Regions from separate parts of the Mus musculus genome. Here region 2 is linked to region 1. The links are chromatin contacts, called in public Hi-C maps. All regions are on one chromosome and are shown on one strand. The core of a region is the stretch at or near the end of the contact, and the rest is flanking DNA. Distances in the headings are between cores, read along the strand shown. Region 1 holds the start of Nol7 (nucleolar protein 7). Region 2 overlaps Ranbp9 (RAN binding protein 9).

The links. A called contact is a pair of places that touch in the nucleus more often than the background predicts.
Region 2: a contact with region 1 is called in a Hi-C map of CD8 T cells, with 1.9 times the contacts expected there. The contact joins the enhancer-like site here to the promoter of Nol7 in region 1. A contact is called at or near these places in 2 of 39 promoter capture datasets (liver and neutrophils), 2 of 15 datasets of contacts at CTCF or cohesin (CD8 T cells and the NIH/3T3 cell line), 14 of 484 Hi-C or Micro-C datasets (CD4 T cells, CD8 T cells, Th1 cells and 8 more), 5 of 115 datasets of contacts at active chromatin or transcription factors (CD8 T cells, effector CD8 T cells, embryonic fibroblasts and 1 more) and 3 of 9 other capture datasets (adipose tissue, liver and pancreatic islet).

The regions. Positions count from the first base shown.
Region 1 is chr13:43,396,013-43,401,965 of GRCm38.p6, reverse strand. It overlaps Nol7 (nucleolar protein 7), which reads right to left and starts at 3,590. Exons shown (of 8, transcript NM_023554.2): 1 at 3,308-3,590; 2 at 3,171-3,231; 3 at 2,397-2,455; 4 at 1,345-1,373; 5 at 1,032-1,113; 6 at 548-669; 7 at 389-466; 8 at 1-204. The coding sequence starts at 3,561. The coding sequence ends at 125.
Region 2 is chr13:43,454,478-43,460,430 of GRCm38.p6, reverse strand. All of the region lies in intron 2 of Ranbp9 (RAN binding protein 9), which reads left to right. Among named protein-coding and RNA genes, the nearest start is that of Ranbp9, 24 kb to the left of the region's middle. Within about 2 kb of position 3,025, at least 11 of the 459 cell types and tissues checked have an H3K27ac peak or open chromatin away from gene starts, as enhancers often do. A contact at or near this core is called in CD8 T cells and Th1 cells, where this site is marked.

The sequences.
Region 1 (5,953 bases), core at 2,341-4,840:
TTTTATAATGATCCGTTACAATGATTTATCAGTGACTAAATTTTGAGAAATGAACCCTCTCTGCACCCAGTAATCTTAAACTATGCATGCAAAATGCAGGTTTTTCATTTCACTTGACTTTGATTCACTTATAAGTTTTCTTCTTCATCTTTTTGGCCATCCACCGTTTTTTAAACCTCTTGGCATTTTGTTGTTTCTGAGCTCCTATAAGAGAACAGAAGCTCCAGGTGTAAAAACAGTCAACAGGTATTCAAAACCCAAGAAACAAAGTCTGAGCGTCTAGTTTACATAAAGTAGATCTTTCAACTTAAAATCATGACCCACCTCCTTCCAAAAACCTTTTATTTGTAAAAACTACTAAAGCCAACAGATGAACGCGCTATCTTACCCCAGGTGCTAGTCAGAAACTGGGCTGCAGCCTTTTTCACTGGTGACCTCTTGTTGTTCAGAGACAGGAACTTGTTTACTAAAGGGAAGAATCACACATCACTGCTTTGTCATTGTGAGAAACTAAGGGAGAGACAGACATAGTCCATAAGAAAATTACCAGTAGTCCTTTTGGAATCTGAACCATATAAACAACTGTGGATGAAGTGTTTGGCTGCCTCTTGCCTTGAATCTCTCAGATCTTCATCTTTAAGCCTTACAGCCATGTAGCTTTCAATCTGACTGGTGATTAATACAAAAGGTCAACGTAAATTAGAGGGTACATGCTTGTTCTCCTGCATAACTCTGTAGTGTATGGTGCTGGGGACAGTCAACCCAAGGTGGCTCCCATACACTACGTACGTACTGTACCACTTGGCCAACATCCTTAACCCAACTTTTTCCGTCCTTAAGGTGGATGGGGTTAGGGTGGTGTCAAACTCAGGGCCTCACAGAAACAAGGCAGGGACTGTACTTTATGACTCCTAACGCCTACATGATCTCACTTTGTTACTATCAAAACTGATACTTTTCTACAAGTAAACCAATACTATCAACTACATGGAAACTGCATCCCACGGGGAAAACGGAACAAAACTCATTACCCGACAGACTGCACTTTCTGTACTTTAACTTTCTTGGAGTTTCTTCCTTTTGCATGCTGTTCACTTTTCTTTTTCAAATTAACTGAAAAAATAAGATCCACTTTGTAAGTAGTATTTATATAAATTAACACCTAATGGAAGTTACTCACTTTGGTGACCACCTATCATGTGAGTACAGGTTTTATTTTGAAGAAAATAGTGGAAAACAGGCTTAAGCCAACTTTGGCCAGGCCTAAGGACCACAAATAACCAAAAATTTCTGCAAGTGCACTTTACCATTACATGAAGTTACTTAACCAAGGACAAGTCATACCTTTTACGTTTTCTGGTGATTTCTTTATGCTGCGGGAGGAAAAAAAAAAAAAACGAAAGATGGGACTGGCAGGCAATAGAGAGTACTCAAAACAAGTATCCAAGATCCTCTCTCGATTTCATGACCCCTGCCCTTAATCTTTCCTCACTGAGCCACACAGCGCTGCCACAACTCCCAGTCATTTGACTAGTATGGAGTGTCCTCAGAACTTAAATTTGAGCACTGTTAATAGAAACTCAGAACTGTTAACTTAGCATTCCAAAGATCAAGTAAAGGCTGGTGCTAGTCTCACAGTATTGAGAAACTAGATTTAGACAACAGTTTGGACCCTGGAGACCAAGGATGAGTTCCAGGTACCTACGGAGTGACTAAACTGCCTGGAAGAGAAAGCACAGAGGCCTGTACAGATGGGAAGTTATGGAGGAGGGAGCGAGAAGAAAGGGTCCACACTTGACCTCGGGTAGGAAAGAGAAGGACCTCACCTAAAAGCACAAACATCTGCTTATATACCTCATGGATTAAAGATCTGAATAATTATGGAAAGTAACCAACAATTTGGAACTACTATTCTGATTTAAAAGAAAAAAGACTTGAGAAGTTAGAATGTTCTAAGGTCAGGTGTGGTGGTGCACACCTTTAATCCCAGCACCAAGAGGCAGAGGCAGGCAAATCTGTGTTTGAGGTCAGCCTGGTCTACAGAGCAAGAGTTACATGACAGTCAGGGCTACTGAAACCCTGTCTAGAAAAACAAAAAGAATGTACCAAGGAGTGAATTCAGCAGGGCGTAAACTCAAGCTTTGGGTTTGAAGCACTGGCAACACGGCTGCTAAACGAAATGAGGAACAGAGAAAGGGGTGGCGGCAGGTAGAGCAAGCTAAAGGAAAGTCTGGGTTTAAGTTCCTGCTGCAACACTAAATGTTCTCAGTCACTTACTTACCATCTATCTTGCTAGACAAAGTTGAGGAACTCCAAAAGCACTGTGTAGCTTTTAAGTTTGGGGAGAATTTCTTAGGGTCTACAGACTTTATGCACGTAGAAACTGCAATACTTACTCGGCCTCTGAAGCTGTAGTTAGCTGCTCTAATACAGCATCTGGAAGCAGCTTTCTTTTCTTTGGGGATAAAGACATTTGATGACAAGTTAAAGTGAGGTACAGGTATGCCTGGAGATAACTTCTAACGTTACTCATTTCGAACAGTCCTGAATTCGGGCCAATCTGTGAATACGTCCCTGCTGCCTCTAAACCGACAACATTAAGACTGGATTTAGAAAGCCCAATACAGGCCGGACATGGTGGCGCACGCCTTTAATCCCAGCACTCAGGAGGCAGAGGCAGGCGGATTTCTGAGTTCGAGGCCAGCCTGGTCTACAAAGTGAGTTCCAGGACAGCCAGGGCTATACAGAGAAACCCTGTCTCGGAAGAAAAAAAAAAAAAAAAAAAAAAAAAAGAAAAGAAAAGAAAGCCCAATACATTCCCTGTCATTTTACCCAAAGTAGCTCAACGTTCAAGTATCCCGGCTACTAACTGAAAGGTATTTAGGTATGGCCACTCGAAATCAGATCTCTGGGGTGCGAAAAAAGAAATCATTAGCTCCAGCCTAGAATTTTAAAAACTCAAGCAAACCTCACCACCTCTGGAAGCCTGTAAGACCTACTGTCAGGGATAGATGAGTGTCAGTGCTTCCACGCCTACTTTGAATTACGGCAGACTCCAAGAAACGCCAATGGCCCTTGCACCTCTCCAGTACCCTATCCTTTAAGGAGCTTTTAGCAAGGGAACTCTAGCCCCGGCCGAGTTTACATAAGCGACAAGTCCCGCGTCCAACCTTCTGTTCGATGAACAGCTCCTCGCGCCGTTTCCTCTTCTCCTTCAACAGCGTTTTATCCCTGGAAGGAAAGGAGTCGGGTCAGCGCCGGCCGAGCCTGGGGAGTCCCGAGGCGCCAACATTCCCGGGCGCTGCACCTGCGAGCACTCGCGCGCACGCGCAGCTCCTCCTCCCGGGCTTCCGCCTGGGCGCTGGCGAAAGTCAGCTCCTCCGGGGCTTCGTCGTCCGCGTCCTCCTCCTCGTCCAGGGGCTCGGCGGCCGCGCCACTGCTAGGCTGCGCGAGCAGCAGGCCGTGCTCCGCCTCCTCCTCCTCCGAGGCCGCCTGGTCCTCGTCCACCATCGCCTCAGCCGGCGCGGGAATACGCGACAAGCGGGGCCGGAGCTGCACCATGGCAAACGGAAAGGCGGCTGTCTGACCCTTGACCCGGAAGCAGCCGTGCGCGGTGCGCGCTCTCTACGCCCTCTGCTGGTTCGGAGGCCGCGAAACGTGCTGAGGCGCGTGCGCGGGAGGGCGGGGCTTTTCATGGCTGAGACGGGGGGGGGGGGTAAGAGGGCGTGGTTTCGTGCTGCTAGGTGTCGCCGCCTTTTTTTTTTTTTTTTTTTTTTTTTCTCCCCCAGGTTGCTTAGATCTATGGAACAGAGGCAAGGGTATAATAAATAACGAAATAAATGACCATCGTTGCTTGTGAGATGCATCCCTGTATGTATTGTGTACGACCCACCCCCATCACCACCCCCACCCCCTCCAACCCTTGCAATCCTCTGCCCATATATTTTTTGGGAATACATGGCCCACGTGATGTCTTTTACCAGCTATACAGTAGGAAATGATTCTTCATTCCCTAATCTATCCGTGCACTTGGATGAGCTGTCCTCTCTGATATGTGTTCCCCTACGCAGAACGGTTGACTTTCAACGTCCCACCCAGAGACCATGGCATGTTTAGTTACACTATTCTCTAAATACTCAAGTCACCTGGCTGTTGCTTCTACCATTCTAAAGTCATTGATTTCTAATGTCACACTATATGTTCGACAAATGGTTAGTTAACATATATACTTCCTACTTCTAAACCTTATCCCCCCCCCCCTCTTGTTTAGAAGCAGTTTCCAATTTAAAAAGAACAAATAAGTGTGGATAAAAAGATCAAAACAAGGCCTGTAGGTGGTGGTGCATGCCTTTCATCCTAGTGGTGCGGGGCAGAGGCAGGAGGAACTCTTGTGAGTCTAGGCCAGCCTGGTCTATGGAGTGAGTTCCAGGAAAGCCAAGGCTACACAGAGAAACCCTGTCTCAGAAACAAAACAAAACAAGAACTGCTAGAGACATCGTAGGCAGAGAAGGATGGGGAGGGTGGCTCTGAAACGTCTGGGCTCGGTCAGATAGAAAATACAAATGAAAAACATTCTCTGAGTCCGGCAGAGTAGTGCACGCCTGAAATCCCAGCACTCGGGAAGCCGAAGCAAGAACATCTTAAAGTCTGGGCCAGCCTGAACTAAAGTGAAACCTATTGCAAGAAAACAAATGTTTGCATCAGCAGACCCCTACAGTAACTAGCATTGAGAGAGGTTAAACTGAAGCCCGGTGACAACCTACCAAAAGCATGTGATGGTCCATACGTGTAGATGCCGCATTAAAGTGTCACAGAGGGCAGGAGAGACGGCTCGGCAGTTAAGAGAACTTCAACTTACTGCTTGCTCTTCCAGAGAACCTTAGTTCAGTTTCTAGTACCTATGTCAAGCAGCACACAACCACTTTTTTTTGTTGTTTTGTTTTGTTTTGTTTTTCGAGACAGGGTTTCTCTGTGTAGCCCTAGCAGTCCTGGAACTCACTTTGTAGACCAGGCTGGCCTTGAACTCAGAAATCCTCCTGTCTCTGCCTCCAGAGTGCTGGGATTAAAGGCGTGCGCCACCACCGCCCGCTACATAACCACTTATGACTAGTTCCAGGGGCTCCAAGGGCTTTGGCCCCTGCAGTACGCATAGCCATTGCATACAGACAGACACACAGACACACACCTTGGAAAGGTATCACTGAAATTATAACTAGCTCCCTAGCTTCAGCTTACCACCTCCAGTGTGACCCTCATGCTGCCTGGCTACTTCTCCAGACTCCCAATTGGTCAGATAATCTATCTCCTTCACGCAAAGGACTTTTAGGATTTGTTACAAATGACTGTCACCTATGGTACACGCAACTCTCCCTTGTTGCCTGCGGTAGATCATTTTAAATGTCAACATGGTTGGACTAACAAACACCTGTGGGGAGCCACGAAGTCCTGAGTAAATGAGTATTGTTGACATGGGTCCAGCCACGTCAGTGTCAAGGACCCTGATGCCCCAGTGGCAAAGCTTTCCCTGGGTCAGGTTCAGGGAAATGGCAAAGGCTTCCTGTGCCAATGTTGGCAGTGTGTGCAAAAACTAGCAAGGGCAGCTCCTTCCTCGTGGGCGACTACAACCTGAAATGGCTCCCCTCCAGTCTTCCCATAGAGACTTCTGAACCCCTATTCCTTCTGCTACCCATAATAAACTTGCTGAGTCCCCGAGTTGCATAGGACGTGGCCTCCATCCAAGTGACGCAACCCACCCGACCCCAGCTTTTCTGCATGCCTTTCTGGCATTTGTTCCGATGTCTGTCACCTCTTCGTTTCCAACTTGCTGTCTTCAGCTTTCCAGTACCCGGCTATGCCGGGTTCGGCAAACACCTAACGCAACAGTGAGGCACACCTTTTCCATGTGCCTGCTGGTTCCCAGAGAGGATTCGCTGAGGAAGAAATACCCTGAATG
Region 2 (5,953 bases), core at 1,776-4,275, 59 kb before region 1:
CCAGAGATTTCCAAGAGAAAGCTGAACTCTATAGTTGTATATTCAACTTGTTTATTTGGCTCCATAGTGCTGTTATTGCTTATGATTGTCAGAGTCCTCTAGAGCTTTCATTCTATGTATCCCATCTATGAAGGATTTCAACCTTAAATTTTCATGGCTACAAATACCTTGAGCCTTAAATCTAATTTTATGTCTCATATATTCCCTTGAGCTACAGTTAGATACAGTTCCCAAGATGTTTGCAGTTGAGTGTTCCATAGTCATTAAATTTAGCTTGTTTGAAAGCTTTTCTCAGAAGCAGTTAGCTTAGTGCTTCCCCTGTTGCCATAAACCTGAGGATTTCTAATCTTTATCCTTTTCTTGTTGTCTCCGCTGCATCCCCCCTTAGTTGGGTCTTAATAAAGTTTATCTCTGGAGTTCCCACGGTGGTTGGCAGTTGCCTCCCAGGTGCTCCCTGTGTGTAACTGTCTTTCTCAGACAGTCCTGACTTGGCTCTGTCTCTTCCTTAAAATCATTTGGAACATAGCTTTAGGGCTAAAATATGAAACTTTTCACCAGTCATTTATGATGTGACAATTGTACATTTTTTCATTCTCATCTGTTTATAGCCAGGACTTCTCATCTTTTTCCTTCTATGTTTAACCCTTTTGGTACAGAGATCTGTGAGGTTTTACAAATATGTGCAGTCCGTCGTTCTGTTCCTTGGTATAGAGCCCTTTCTGTCTAGCCTGGCAACCACTGATGGTTTTCTGCCTATACCTTTGCCGTTTCTAGAGTGGTGTATAAATGAAATCATAATATGTAGCCTTCTAAGTCTGCCAGCATTTGCTCTGAATAATGAATTCAAGATTCATTCTTGTTGCATGTTTTGGAGAACAGTCCTTTTTATTGCTGAGGGTATAGATGATCAAACCAGTATGCTAGCCCACTCCCTAATTGAAGGGTAAGCTTCCACAATTACAAATGTAACCAGTATCAACATTTATATGTGCAAAGTTTTCTGTAAATGGAAGTTTTCCTTTCACTTGGGTAAATATTCAGGAACAAGATAGCCAAATTGTAGGTAACTTGCTTTATGAGAAATCTGAGATAGCTTTTGCAAAGTAGTCTGACTAATGCGTCTTTCCACCAACAGTGTGAGAATTCCTCTTGATCTGTGTCTTTGTGTATTGTCAGGGTTTTTGTTTTGTTTTTTTTCCACTTCTAAAAATCATTTTGATAAAGTCTACAAACCATTGTGACATTTTTACACACACACACACACACACACACACACACACACACACACACACACACACACACAGCGTTATTACTTTGTCCTTACACTTCCTTTTCTTACTGGGTTTTGTTGTTTGTTTGTTTAACTGTTGTAATGATGTCTGGCTTGTAAGTTCTAAATTCCAGGTATCTTTTTTGTGTGTCACTGCCTCTTACAAAATAATGTGTCGTCGTTACATTTTGATCATGCCAATAATGGTGCATACTACTGACTTAAGGGTAGGGAATATTTCAAAGCTAGATACGTGTGAAGAAATGAATGGTTTTCTGTCTCTAGTTCTGCCATTTCTAAAATGGCACATAAGAGGTACCTCTTAACTGTAGCATCTTCAGCCTAACAATGCATTTGAGAAGCAATCCTGCTGCAGCACCCCGGTGAATAGACTAGTTCACTCGCCACTCTGCAATTTCCTTGAAGAGATTTATGTTCATCTGTTTATGTTACTTTAAGTAGACTTTTCTTTGAGCTGTGTTTATTTAAGAACAGAACAGGTAAAATTTGAATCCAGGGTCTCAGTTTTCTAGGAAAACTGTCATTGACAAGTTTTCTAATGAAAGGACAAGTTTAGTGTTGTTTCCTCTTTGGACAGATGACAAAGAATAGAGGATCTGGTGGAGTGTGGTGTGTGTGAGGGCACTGCTCGGATTCTGCCCTCTCATTGTCCCTGGCCTGCTGAGGAAAGTGAGGACTTGGATATGATGGGCTTTTTTTTTCCTGCCTAGAAAATAAGGCTTAAAGGAAATTTGTTTTATTGCATGAAAGAATATATGTAATTATCTGATTTAGTTTTTTATTTAAATTTTTATTCATAAAAATAAACATAATTTATAAGGACAATTTATCTGATCGGTAACCTGTCAATTTTTAAATTTAAAAATAGAATTTGAACACATTTCATTAAAAAAGGCTAATATTGTGTTATGTACATGGCCATTGTTTAGGAGACATTAAGGGTTTATCCTTACTTTATGTTTTTATGATTGGTGAGAAGTTTCTAAAAATAATTTTATTTTATGAATGTAATTTCAGCTCAGGAATTTCAGTCAAGTTTTAAATTATGCATACTGATAGACACAGAGGCAGTAGAGAAACTGTTAACTCAAAGTGTGAGAGAGAATAACATTTGAAAATTTTTTGTTATAACTCATTCATATGATATTTTTAACTCTTCGAACAAAATATTGATACCACTATTTGACAGTGATTCTAGAAGAATTGGCAAATCTTTTAGTCTTTGTTCTATTCCTCAATTTTTCTGCCTGTTATACCCTCAAAGTGTTCCTTTTGAGCTTATTATGGACTTAAGGCTTTTTGTTTTTGTTTTTTATGTTTTGTTTTTCAAGACAAGGTTTCTCTATCAACCCTTGGGCTGTCCTGGAACTCACTCTGTAGACCAGGCTAGCCTCAGACTCACAGACATCTGTCTGCTTCTGCACTGAGCACTGGGACTAAAGGTGTGCCACTACCTGGCTTTAAAGACTATTTTTTATGAAGAGTAGAAAAGAAAGGTTCCTGTCTAGCTTTGATAAAATTAAATAGGAGAAGAAGGAAGAGGAGGAGAAAGAGGAGGAGGAGGAAGGAAAGAAGAGGAAGAGAAAGAAGTGGTGGTAGTGGTTGTGGTGGTCTGGGGCTGGAGCTATGAAGATTAAGTTAAGGCAGTTAAGTTACTGCCCTTGTAGAGGTCCCCACTTCAGTCCCAGCACCCATGACAGCAGCTCAGGAAGGCCTTGTAACTCCAGTTCCATGGGTTTCTGCACCCTCTTCTGGCCTTCTCAGGCACTGATTCAAGTGCACAAACCCACATGCATATGTATACATAGACACTGATTTCAGAAACAAAGTTTGAAGGGTTTCTTCCTCCTAGTTTCAGTCGGTTGTGCTCACAGAGGAAGGTGTGAGCAGAGAGAAGGGCATGTAGGTAAGCAGCATGCTATCAGCTTACTGTGTTTGTGATACATTGCAGGCTTACATTCATAGCCTGAGCAGCAATACTTTTTCGTGGTTGTCTTACTTACACTTCCTCGTCAGCTTTCTGAATGCAGTAGAAATTCAGGAAACACATCCAGGTTAATATTTAAAAAGTACAGTGGGGTAGGGTAGAGAGCAGTCATTATGCAAAAACCTCTGGATTAAGTGTTTTGAATGAAGATTGAGATCATATATGGGGGAACCGAGGGGTAGTTCTGACTCAAGAAAACACACACATCAAGGAAATAGTATGTGCTAGTCCTTTAAGATTAGTAAGAAGTTGAGAGACAGTTGGAGGAAAATACCACTGAAGGTGGTAAATGGCTAAGGTAGTTTAGGAAGAGTATGAATTTGTTTGGTCTTTGGCAGGGGCATTATGATAGCTCAGTGTTACTGAGACTTTAGGGGATTGTAATGGAACCTGACAGAAGTAAGAATGGACTTAGGTATGAGGGAGCCTTCATAGCAATTCTAAACTCTGTAGGTAATAGCAAGCCTTTGTTACTCTTAATAGGAAAGTGAGAGAATGGATATCCATATGCAGCATAGCCAGTTGGAGAGTGGGAAAGAGTACCATGGTAATGGCATTGACCAAGGTACCTAGAGAGTGTGGCCTAGGAGTGGTTGTGGTGGAGACTAAAAGCAAAGAAGAGGGTTCACGGGTTGATTACCTGTTATGCACCACAAACCTGGAGTAAGAGTTAAAATTAACAAGGCTTGATAAAGATGAAGACAAGCCTGTAGATATGCTGAAAATAGGGTCCCTACTGTTTAGATATTTATAGGACAGAGCAGAAATAGGCTTGTAATAAGTAATCAAGTATAAAATAGTAGTAATACATGTGAACAGACTGACATGCAGAGGTGGTGACCAGCTGTTGGAAGACAGTGGTGATCAGGACAAGCTTGGTAACATTTAACACTGCAGAACAGGAAACAGGTCAACATGAGGCTCTGGCTTCCCTGTCTTTCAGCCATGTTCACACCCCATGATTGACAAGTGGCCTGGACATCCTTCTTTAGCTGTGTTGTGAATTTTTTTTGAGGTGGGGTTGGTTTTTTGAGACAGGGTTTCTCAGTATAACCCTGGCTGTCCTGGAACTCACTCTGTAGACCAGGCTAGCCTCGAACTCAGAAATCCACCTGCCTCTGCCTCCCGAGTGCTGGGATTAAAGGTGTGCGCCGATTTTTAAGGTAAGCCCCTGGTTTACGAGCTGCATTGCTTTTCTTGAAAAGCATAGTGAACAGGTAAGTCTTGCCTCTGCTGTTCACTGATTCTGTGATTTTGTTCCCTTTTGAAAAATGATTTATTTATTTAATAAGAATGGTATAGTTGTCTTCAGACACACCAGAAAAGGGCATCAGATCCTATTACAGATGGTTGTGAGCCATCATGTGGTCTGATTTCAGGACTTTGGGAAGGGCAGTTAGGGCTCTTAACCACTGAGCCATCTCTTCACCCCCTGGATTTTGTACTTTTTCAGTAAACTGTTTCAGTCTGAGTGCTGAAAAGGAAACAGAACTTCTGGCCTCATGGGTCTAACATAACTAATGCATTTAAAGCATGCAGTAGAGCACCTGGTTCATGGCAGCTCAGGACGTTTGCTTCTGTTGGTGACGGCTGTCTGGTGCTCAGCAAGGTGCTCATAAACTTGGACTGTGTGTGGTGGTGACAACCTTTGCCTTGAAGATCGTCGGAGGCTGAAGGATCGAGTTCAAGGCTAGAGCTCCTCTCCATAGTGAGTTCCTGGTCAGCCAGAACTACATAGTGAGTGAGGCCCTGCCTCCAAAAGAATAAGTAAATATGAAGCCATTCATTTGTTGTGTCAGCAGTTTACATATACTCGGTGCTTGTGTGTACTAGGTTGATAAGAAGGCTGGATTGGGTCTCTATACAGAACGAAATTAAGGTAAACCGGAAGGACAGTCTCAGTGGAGATGAATGGTGATGGTCTGTGCAAATGGATTGTTTGAGTTCTGGCTGGGTACAGAAGGAGTAGATCTGTGAGATGATAGACTCAGCCAAACGAGAGATTTATACATTGTTATTTTTCGTAAGGTTTAAGAAGAGCAGCCTTGGGGGCTGGTGAGATGGCTCAGTGGGTAAGAGCACCCGACTGCTCTTCCAAAGGTCTGGAGTTCAAATCCCAGCAACCACAATGGTGGCTCACAACCATCGGTAACGAGATCTGACTCCCTCTTCTGGAGTGTCACAGTGTACTTACATATAATAAATAAATAAATCTTTAAAAAAAAAAAAAAAAGAAGAGCAGCCTTACGAAAATAACAATGTATAAATCTCTCGTTTGGCTGAGTCTATCATCTCACAGATCTACTCCTTTCTTACCCAGCCAGAGCAGCCTGAGCCTGGCGTGGTGGTGCACTCTCAGAGGCAGGCAGATTTCCGAGTTCGAGGACAGCCAGGGCTACACAGAGAAACCCTGACTCGAAAAACCAAAAAAAAAAAAAAAAAGCAGCCTGTGTGGGTTGTGGTGGATTTGCTAAGATGCCAGGGTTATACATTACAGTGAAAGACAACTGAAGAGAGAAGCAAAGCTTCCTGAGAGGATTCGTGTGTGTGTGTGTGTGTGTGTGTGTGTGTGTGTGTACTTTGCATCTGCAGTAGACAGAAATACAAAGTGTACTGGGCAAACACATCACCTGAGACAACCTGGACAGGGCACTCTTTTCTTTTGTCCACGGCTA